Linked DNA regions of Sus scrofa: regions 1 and 3 are each linked to region 2. Evidence: chromatin contacts called from public Hi-C data. All regions are on one chromosome and are shown on one strand. The core of a region is the stretch at or near the end of the contact, and the rest is flanking DNA. Distances in the headings are between cores, read along the strand shown.

What was found. Hi-C and Micro-C count contacts between places; a contact is called where the count stands out from the background.
Region 1: a Hi-C map of liver shows a contact between it and region 2, with 4 times the contacts expected there. The contact joins the promoter of RER1 here to the promoter of SKI in region 2. A contact is called at or near these places in 9 of 47 Hi-C or Micro-C datasets (brain, embryonic fibroblasts, fetal skeletal muscle and 4 more) and 2 of 2 datasets of contacts at active chromatin or transcription factors (alveolar macrophages and skeletal muscle).
Region 3: a Hi-C map of skeletal muscle shows a contact between it and region 2, with 2.0 times the contacts expected there. The contact joins the promoter of LOC110261081 here to the promoter of SKI in region 2. A contact is called at or near these places in 2 of 5 promoter capture datasets (fetal liver and liver), 21 of 47 Hi-C or Micro-C datasets (adipose tissue, alveolar macrophages, blood and 11 more) and 2 of 2 datasets of contacts at active chromatin or transcription factors (alveolar macrophages and skeletal muscle).

The regions. Positions count from the first base shown.
Region 1 is chr6:64,299,381-64,302,425 of Sscrofa11.1, forward strand. It overlaps RER1 (protein RER1), which reads left to right and starts at 1,759. Exons shown (of 7, transcript XM_005655986.3): 1 at 1,759-1,928. It overlaps LOC100624218 (MORN repeat-containing protein 1), which reads right to left and starts at 1,600. Exons shown (of 12, transcript XM_013988730.2): 1 at 1,425-1,600; 2 at 128-199. The coding sequence starts at 1,500.
Region 2 is chr6:64,186,600-64,189,886 of Sscrofa11.1, forward strand. SKI (ski oncogene) reads left to right here and starts at 1,666. Exons shown (of 7, transcript XM_021095201.1): 1 at 1,666-2,682. The coding sequence starts at 1,714.
Region 3 is chr6:64,256,102-64,259,084 of Sscrofa11.1, forward strand. It overlaps LOC110261081 (MORN repeat-containing protein 1-like), which reads right to left and starts at 1,264. Exons shown (of 2, transcript XM_021095204.1): 1 at 856-1,264. The coding sequence starts at 1,264.

The sequences.
Region 1 (3,045 bases), core at 509-3,008, 110 kb after region 2:
AGCCCCACAGGCGAGGCCCTTCCTTGGCACTGGTGAGCTGAGAGCCCATCGTGGCTGGCACCTGGCGTGGCCCCAGCTCCTCGGGGCTGTGGCGCGGCCGAGGGGAGAGGCCTCCGGCCATCCTTACCGTGTTTCTTGCCTCCTTTCCATTCTCCTTCGTATCGAAAGAAGGAATTCGGGTAAACGTAGACTCCGTAACCTGAATATTGAAAGGAAGACACACAGGTGAGCACGTGGCACAGGTGACCCGGCTGATGATCAGCAAACAGTGAGGTGGGGATGGGCTGGGGGCTTCTCCAGGTGTCCGTGGCATCACCTCCGGCGAACTCTCCCCACAGGCTCAGTTTGGGTCAGGACTGGAACTGCAGCAAAGACCTGAGCAACTACTAGGTGTGCAGAGGTGGGGGAGGGGGCTGGGGCGAGCGAGTGCAGGGTCCTCGGGAGGCCTGGCGGAGAGCTTTCCTGGAGAGGGGACGTTTCAGCTGAGCCAAAGTAGCTGGGTGAAGGTGGGGGTGGGTAGGGGTGGAAAGAGCCCCCCATCTCTCTGCGGGGACCTCACTGCACCACATTCTCCAGACAAAAATCTACACCTGCACCTGGGAAGGGCCTGCCCCACTTCATTTCTTGCCACTCAGCTGCTGGGCACATCATCCCCCACGCCCAACTCCAGTAGTTCCTGGAGGGGGAAGGGCCCTCTCCCCACCATCCCTCCTGTTTCAAAACCAGATTTGGCGGGGGCGGCTCTAGGGAAGCTTGGGGTTGCCAGACTCGGTGTCTTTTGGCATCTGCTGTAAGCGAGGGTTGAGTTCTACCTGAAGTTAGTGGTATGGACTGGGATCGCTCTGTTCCCACTTCTTTGATGCTATGAACAACTCCTATCAAATGTCCTTCTGGGAGGTCCCATCCTGGCGGAGTGGAAATGAATCCACTAGGAACCACGAGGTTGTGGGTTCGATCCCTGGTCTCGCTCAGTGGGTTAAGGATCCGGCGTTGCTGTGGCTGTGGTGTAGGCCGGCAGCTGTAGCTCATATTAGACCCCCTAGCCTGGGAACCTCCATATACTACGGGTGCGGCCCTTCTCAACTGCGCGTTGGGGACGTCAGGAGGTGCGGTCCTGCGCCGGCCCGGACACCTAGGGCCGACTAGGGTTGCTCCTGGCTAGGTCTCCAGGACCCGGCCGGTTCTGCTACTCTGGGCCCGGGCCCCCGCCCACCCAGCGGGCACTGGGACCGTCTTCCCGGGCGTGAGGGCTGGGCGCGGGGAAGGAGCAGGTCGGGGGGCTCGGGGCCTCAGGTTCTGGCCCCGGCTCAGGACTCGGACTTCCCAAAGTGAACGTGAGGGGCCAGGGGCGCTCAGCGAGCTCCCAGACCTGCCCGCCTCCCTCCCACCACGACCGAGGCCTGGTAGGATGCGTCAGCGGTTACCGTCCTGCGGTGGCCGCCCTGGCGGGTCGCGGTCTGTCAGGCGGGAGTTCGTGCTCCCCTCCCTGGCAGAAGCCATCTTGCCGCTAGAGGTTTCCCTTAGCAACCTCACAGCCCTCCTCCATTGGCTCGTTGGTCGCGGGGGGCGTGGCCTGGTTTCAGTTTCTGGGCGTTACCAATCTCTGGAGCGGAACTCTCTGGGCCGGGAGCCAGAGGACGCGACTGCGGTTGCGCGGGACGGCGAATTTCCGCAGGTTACGTCCCTTCCGCCGACGCGACCGCCCCGCCAACGGCCTGGGCCCCCCGCACCGGAAGCGGAAATGGTTGGAGGCTCTCGGCCCCGCCCCGGCAGCCATCTTGGAGGGCCGGGAGGCGGCGCCGCACAGGACGGAGCGGAAGTGCTCGGCTGCTCGTTCTAGGACCGAGAGAAGCGCCGGCGCGGCCGCCACCCGCGTCCTCCTTCCCGCGGCCCTCGGGAGACCGCGCTCGGCCGCAGCGGACCGCGAGGTGCCGGCGGGCGGGACGGGCAGGGCGCGGGCCGGGGTGCTGGCGGCCGAGCGCAGGGCAGGGGCGGGCCCGGGGTCCCCGCGGTGACCAGACCCCCGCCCCCGCTGGCGTGTCCCGAGAGGGTTCCGCCGGCCGCCCCGGGCCGTGGGGCCTCGGTGTCCTGGCCGATCCAGGCTGGCCTGCAGGGTTTGGGTGGAAGCGTCGCGGTGGAGTTGGGTCGCTCGAGGTCCTGGCGATTCTGAATCGAGGATCCCAAGCGCTCGGGCTGACCCGGCCGACGGCGCCCCGCGTGCCTGCCCAGAGCTGCCCTCCGGAAACCTGCCCTGGGCACCTGGGGCTGGGAGTGTCCCAGGGCGCCTCCTCTCGGCCGGGTTGGTCTCCCACTTCGCAAGATGTGTAAGGTGGACGCCAGTAGGTGTGTGAGGGCTCCCAGGTCCTGGTGAGTGTAGGTGCCGTGTGATCAGGGCCAGGTGGAGACTGGAAAGTGGTTACGCGCAGGGGAGGGAGGAGCCGGCCGCGGGGCCTCGCCGAGTAGTACAGGGAACGACATCAGAGGTTGAAAGTGTGGGAAATTACTCTGCTGGGAACCCAGGAGGAATGAGGGAAGGGGCGCTGCAGTGAACTGCAAGCTTGTGGGAGCCAAGCGGTGGCTGACCTGGGCGCCAGGCAGGCCTGCTCCTCTGCCCTACGTGCTGTCTGAGCAGGGAGAACCACTCCACAAACAGGTGCAATGATGGCTCTGGACCTATAGGCCCAGGAGGGTTTGGCTACAACTTCAGATGTGATCCTCATGGCCTCTGTTGGGGTGGATTTTGGGTTTGTTTTAACCTGTGACATAGGGAGGTTCCCAGGCTAGGGGTCGAAGTGGAGCTGCAGCTGCCAGCCTTTGCCCCAGCCACAGCAACACCGGATCCTTAACTCACTGAGCGAGGCCAGGGATCAAACCTGCAGCCTCAAGGATCCTAGGCGGGTTTGTTTCTGCTGAGCCACAGCGGGAACTCCTGGGATGATTTGTTGATCTTGCTTTTTCCTCTGTTCCTCGTGGCCGAGCCTGAAGCCTTTAGGTCCGGCAGCACTTCCCCACCCCACTGGCTAAGTGGCCGGCCCTTGTAGGCCA
Region 2 (3,287 bases), core at 416-2,915:
TGGCTCTCTGGGCCTGGGCGCTGCGGGGTTAGGGCAGGGCCAGTCTGTACTGAGGACACGCGCTGCGCAGCGACCTGGGAGGACCACGCGGACACAGCCCCCAGAGGCAAGCCCTGTCCTGTGGCGCAGCAGTCCTGCACTGGAGCTGGCAGGAGGTGCGGCTGCTGGCTGTGTGGGGAGACCCGGGTGCGGGGTCACAGCGTGGCCCTTCCTGCCAGCAGTCATGCCTTGGCGGTCGGTCCCCAGGACAGGCTGCACGGGGTCTGTCTCCTGCGGGGGGGGTGTGTGTCTCCGGGGTGCTGCACTCCTAACCCACATCGTGTTGCTTGGTGTCCCTGTACTATGTGCGACTTGGATCATTTTGCCTGGTGTCCCCATCGTGTGCGTGGGGACCGCGGCGTTGATGGAGGACGCGCGGCCCGTCCTGTCCGCTCCTCAGCTGGTCTGCGGTTGTGGTGGGGGCCCCGTGTGGGTTTCTGGGCTCTGGTGGCGACGGGGCGGCGGGCCGGGGGCCTTCGCGGCCGCGCAGGAAGCGGCCTCCGCCGGATGAGGGGCCTGGGGCGCCGCCGTCGCCCCCGCGGAGCCGCCTTCCGGCGGGTGGGGCCGATCGGCGCCGAACAGCGCTGAACCCCTGGCGGCTGCGGCCGAGCGGAGCCGAGCGGAGCCGAGCAGACCCGAGTCCCCGGCGGGCTGGGCCGAGCGGAGCCGAGTCCCGGGCGGACGGGCCCGAGCGCGGCCGAGCGCGGCCGAGCGCCGGGCGTGGGCGGGGGGAGCGCGCGTTCCTGGAAGAGCCGGGTCGGGGGGCCGGCGCATTCCAGGCCGGCGCTCGGCTGAGGCGGACGCGCGGCCCCAGACGACGCGCGGGGCGGGGCGGCGGCGCGGCGCGGGGCGGGGCGCGGGGCGGGGCGGCGGCGTGAGCTCAGCGCCCGGCGCTCAGTCCGAGCTGGAGCGAGCCGCCGGGAGGATGTGCGCCGATCTCCGCGCCGCCGCCGCCGCCGCGGTCTGAGGCCGCCGCCACAGGCGCTCCGCCGCCCCGGAAGCCGCGCGCGCGCGCGCGCGGGCGGGCGGGCAGGCCGCGGAGCCGGGCGCGGGCGGCGGGGTGGGCGCGGGCCGGGCCGGGAGGCCGGCGGCGGGCGCGACGCGGCCGGCCAGCGCCGCCGGGACGAGCCGGGCGGGCGCCGCGCGGTGGGAGGAGCGGGGCGGCGGCGGCGGCGCGCCGCGCGAGGACGGCCCGGCGGGCCCCGCGCCCGCGCCCCCGCTCCTCCCGGGCCCCTCGGCCTCGGCCGCCGCGGCGATTCGCGCCTCGCGGCGCCGGCACCTGCCCGCGCGCCCCCCGCGAGCCCCGGGCCCGCGAGCGTTGGCGTTGGCGTTGGCGGCGCGCGCTGGGGCATGCCCCGCGCCTAGGGCCCGGGGGGCGCGCGGGGGGCGCGCGGGGGCCCGGGCGGCGGCGGGCGCGGCGCGGGGCGCGTGGATGTGGCGCCGGGCCCGGGCGGCGGCGGGCTGCAGCGGCGGGACCCCTTCGCCCCGCCCGCCTTCCCCTTCGCGCCCCCGGGCGAGGCCGAGGCCGCGGCCGTGATCGGCCGGGAGCCGGTGGCGGGGGGCGGCCGGGGCCGGGGCCGGGGGCGCCGCCGGGGCGCGCGGGGCGGCGGCGGCGGGGGCCGCGGGGGCCCGGGCGCGCGGGAGCGGGAGCGGCCTGGGGAGCCGGAGCGCACCATGGAGGCGGCGGCGGGCGGCCGGGGCGGCTTTCAGCCGCACCCGGGGCTGCAGAAGACGCTGGAGCAGTTCCACCTGAGCTCCATGAGCTCGCTGGGCGGCCCGGCCGCCTTCTCGGCGCGCTGGGCGCAGGAGGCCTACAAGAAGGAGAGCGCCAAGGAGGCGGGCGCGGCCGCGGTGCCGGCGCCGGTGCCCGCGGCCGCCGAGCCTCCGCCGGTGCTGCACCTGCCCGCCATCCAGCCGCCGCCGCCCGTGCTGCCCGGGCCCTTCTTCATGCCGTCCGACCGCTCCACGGAGCGCTGCGAGACCGTGCTGGAGGGCGAGACCATCTCGTGCTTCGTGGTGGGCGGCGAGAAGCGCCTGTGTCTGCCGCAGATCCTCAACTCGGTGCTGCGCGACTTCTCGCTGCAGCAGATCAACTCGGTGTGCGACGAGCTGCACATCTACTGCTCGCGCTGCACGGCCGACCAGCTGGAGATCCTCAAAGTCATGGGCATCCTGCCCTTCTCGGCGCCCTCGTGCGGGCTCATCACCAAGACGGACGCCGAGCGCCTGTGCAACGCGCTGCTCTACGGCGGCGCCTACCCGCCGCCCTGCAAGCAGGAGCTGGCCGCCAGCCTGGCGCTGGGCCTGGAGCGCAGCGAGCGCAGCGTGCGCGTGTACCACGAGTGCTTCGGCAAGTGCAAGGGACTGCTGGTCCCCGAGCTGTACAGCAGCCCGAGCGCCGCCTGCATCCAGTGCCTGGACTGCTCTCTCCTGTACCCACCGCATAAGTTCGTGGTGCACTCGCACAAGGCCCTGGAGAACCGGACCTGCCACTGGGGCTTCGACTCGGCCAACTGGCGGGCCTACATCCTGCTGAGCCAGGACTACACCGGCAAGGAGGAGCAGGCGCGCCTCGGCAGATGCCTGGACGACGTCAAGGAGAAGTTCGACTACGGCAACAAGTACAAGAGGCGGGCGCCCCGGGTGAGTGTCCTGCGAGCGGCGGCGGCGCGCCTGGGGGGGGGCGGCGGCGGTGGGGGGGGGGTGGTGGCTGTGGGCAGGGGCTGGGGCGCGCGGTGCGACCTGTGCTTCCTCCGCCTCCACACGTCTCGGTGTTTTGTTTTGTTTTGTTTTAAGGAGACTGGGGTGGGGGGGCAGGGGAGTGTCCTTGTCCCCCTAGAGGGCCAGGTAGCCCGGGAGGAAGAGCCTCCTGTCTGACTCCCAGCCTGAGCCAGGCTGGCCTGGTTGGGAGCCCTGGGGAGCCTGGGGCAGGCTTGGTGGGCGAAGCCTTGCTGAGGCCCACGGTCATTGCCCAGACAGCCGGGAGGGGCAGGCTGCAGACCTTGGACTCTCTGTCCCGAGTCCCCGGGAAAGTGGTTCTGGCTGGGCCCAAGCTGGAGCTCCAAGTCCAGTCCTTCCTCGGGCCCAAAGCAAGTGTCCAGCCCCCATGCGCGAGGGGGACTGCCCTGGCCCCCAAGCTCCCAGGCTCGCACACGGGGTGCCTGGCACTTCCCAGCAGGCAGAACTTGGCCAGGCGGGGCCTGTTTGTGCCTTGAAGTCTCGGGAGACAGACTCAAAGCCCAAGCCAG
Region 3 (2,983 bases), core at 14-2,513, 69 kb after region 2:
GGGGGGCAGCGGCCGCAGAGCCGAGCCCCAGCCCACATCTGACCTTGCTCCCCAGGCCCTGCTCCCAGCAGAGGGGAGAGGGGCGGGCCGGGGGCCACTCGCCGCCTCCGAAACCGCCTGAGGCCCAGCCCCGACAGCCACGTGGTCCCGCCTCGCCCCGGTGTCTTGGCTGAGCCTGGGCCGGCCTGGCCCACGTGTCAGACGCGGCCGTCCACCTGGCTGCCCCCGCACGGGCTGGACATGCAGCCGCTCCCTCGCTGGCCTCTCCCCAGCACGTCTTCTCTGCCTACCATGCCACCTCCTCGGCACACGTGAGGGTCCTGGGGTCCTGATGGGGTGACCCCGGTGCCAGCTCTATCAGCCGGTCAGCAGACGTGTGTGGATGGTGCTGGGCCAGCCAGTGCCCGCCTGAAGCGGGGGCACGGCTGGGAAGCCCAGCCCTGCCCTGCCCAGGGGCCTTCCTGCCCAGCAGCCAGCGTCTGTATCACTCCCAGTGGCCCGAGGGGTGGGGGCCACACCTGGAAGCCTAGTGGCCTTCCAGTCAGGATGGAGACAAGGAAGCAGGGACCTTGGCTGAGGGACAGGGAGGGGCCCTGCTGGGCACGTGCCGTTCTTCAAAGAGGCAGGACTCTTCAGAGAGAAGGGCCTTGGTGGGGACCCTGGCCTGTCGGCCTCCTCCAGCTGCCCAGGGCGGTCTGGTGCTGCCTGGGGGGGTCGGAGCCTGTTGGGGGCCCTTGGGGAAGCCAAGGCCCGCCCGGAGCCTGGGAGCTGCCCTTCTGACGGTGCCTCCAGAGGAAGGTAGAGGCCACCCAGCCTCTGGAGGTTGGCATACGTGTCCGCCCGCTGCCCACCTACCTGGGAAGGCTGCCGCTGCTGCCGGCTCTGTAGTGGCCACCCCATCAGGCCTGTGGGGAGAAGAGGAGGAGCCACTAAAGGCCTTGGGCAGGCTGACGTGTGACTGTCCGTCCCCGGCCCACCACTGCCCCCGGGGGGCCGTGGGCACCAGCGCCTCTGCCTGCCCTGGGGGGCTGGTCCCCCGAGGCCTGGGGCCCAGCTCCCTGGCCCTCAGCCCCTGAACCACACCGTCTACACCTGGATGTGCCCTCAGGCGGAGGAGCCCACTGCTGCCTCCACGGTGCCCCCACCATGCAGGCTCTGGGGGAGCCCCCCGGGCAGAGCAGGGGGCCTCGGGGAAGACAGCTGACCTGCTGAGTCTCTTTGGAAGGGACCCATGAGCTGCGTTTGTTTCCCAGCAGGAAGTGACTCAGTGGGACATAGTGGTGGGGGGGGGCATGGGGCACCCGGGGACCCTCATGAGGGGAGCCAGGAGGGAGTGGGGTCCCCGGGCCAGGCCCACTTGGCTGAGGGATGGAGGCCCTCTCTTCAGGTCGCAGCTGCCACACTGAGCAGCCCAGTCTTGGCGAGTCTGTCTCAGCGGGCAGGCTTCCGCTCTGTGGTGTGATGGGCCCCCTGCTGCCGCCAGGGGAGGGTCACCTGCCCCGGAGACCTGGCTGCGTCCCTGGTGAGCAGGCCCGGGCTCCACTTGGAGGGAAGTTCGGGCTGCACAGCACGGTGCCCCAGCCGGGTCTAGCAGCACCCTCGGTCCCGTCTGTGTCCTTGGGCACGAGGGGGCTGGCCGTGTGCACGGACGGCAACCCTGGATCCTCGGGCTCTAGAGGCCCAGACACGCCAGGTGCATGGGCTGGGCTTTGACCTGAATTATCCTCCAAAGGGACTTCGGGGAAGCCGGGGGCGGGGAGCCCCAGCCCTGCCCTCCGCGGCTGGCGGTTTCCTGTCATCGGAGCTGGGGGCGGAGCACTGGGGCTCCTGGCACAGGCTCTGTGACCCCCCCACCGGTTCTGACCTTGCCAAGCTGAAATACCACATGCATGGTTGGGGTGATAAAAAATTAAAGACAAAAGATTTTAAAATTACTTCATTTTGAGTGGGGGAAGTGGGCCTTGGCTCCCAGCCAGGAGCCACGTTAAAGATTCTGAAGCGCGGGGGAGGGGGGCAGATAAATAATTTAGCTCTAAGAATAACCAGAGCCTGTCAGGCTGCCAGCCTTAAGAGAAACAAACGGGGTTACAAGAATCCTGAGAGTTTTTACAGAACCCCCAGGGCTTCGGGAAAACCGGCAGAGCCAGGAAGGAGCCGCCAGAGGGGCCGAGGAGCCGCCGGGCGCGGGGCCTGGCCGCAAGGGGACCGGGCAGTGCGAGGCGGGGGTCCTGAGGGAGCTCGGAAAGGGGCACTGGGCACCAGCTGTGTGCCAAGCCCTGGGATCAGCTTCCCAGCCCCCCGGAGCCCAGGTCAGCAGGGAAGCCCGCCCCGGGGCCACCGGTGACTAGGCTGGGGTGGGGGCCGCGGGGGAGGCGGGAGGGCCGGGCGCGCCCCGTGGGGGGTCCTGCCCCCCACCCTGAGCTACCTGCCTCCAGGCTGCCTGGGCTTGGGGCTCTTGAGTTTCTGGGATCTGTGGGTTTATGGTTGTCATCAGATTTGTGGCGCTGTTGGCGGCTTTCTTCAATGGCGTCTCCATCTCCGCCTCCAGCGCCCGCTGCAGCTTCCGCCTTGGGGCATGTCTGGCCCCTTGGAGTCGTCTCCCTGGCTAAGTATTTCTTCTTTTAAATGATTTATTCCTGGCTGTGCCTGCAGCAGGTGGGATCCTGGGCCAGGGATCGAAACTGTGCATGGCGGCAGCAACCCGAGCTGCTGCGGAGGCAAAGCTGCATCCTCAACCCGCCTGGCGGGTTACTGGGAACGCGCTGCCCCCTGTGTCCCGTCTGGGCCTTTCTCTCCACCTCGCTCTCCTCGGCCTCGTCTCCAAATCCCCGCCGCCCGCCTTGCGGCCTCGCGGCCTCGTCTCCGGATGTTCGATTCAGCCTTTTCATACCTTGTCTCGTTCGGTCCGGTTACCGACGGTCTTTTTTTTTTTTTTTTTTTTTTAAATTTTCCCACTGTACAGCAAGGGGGTCAGGTTATCCTT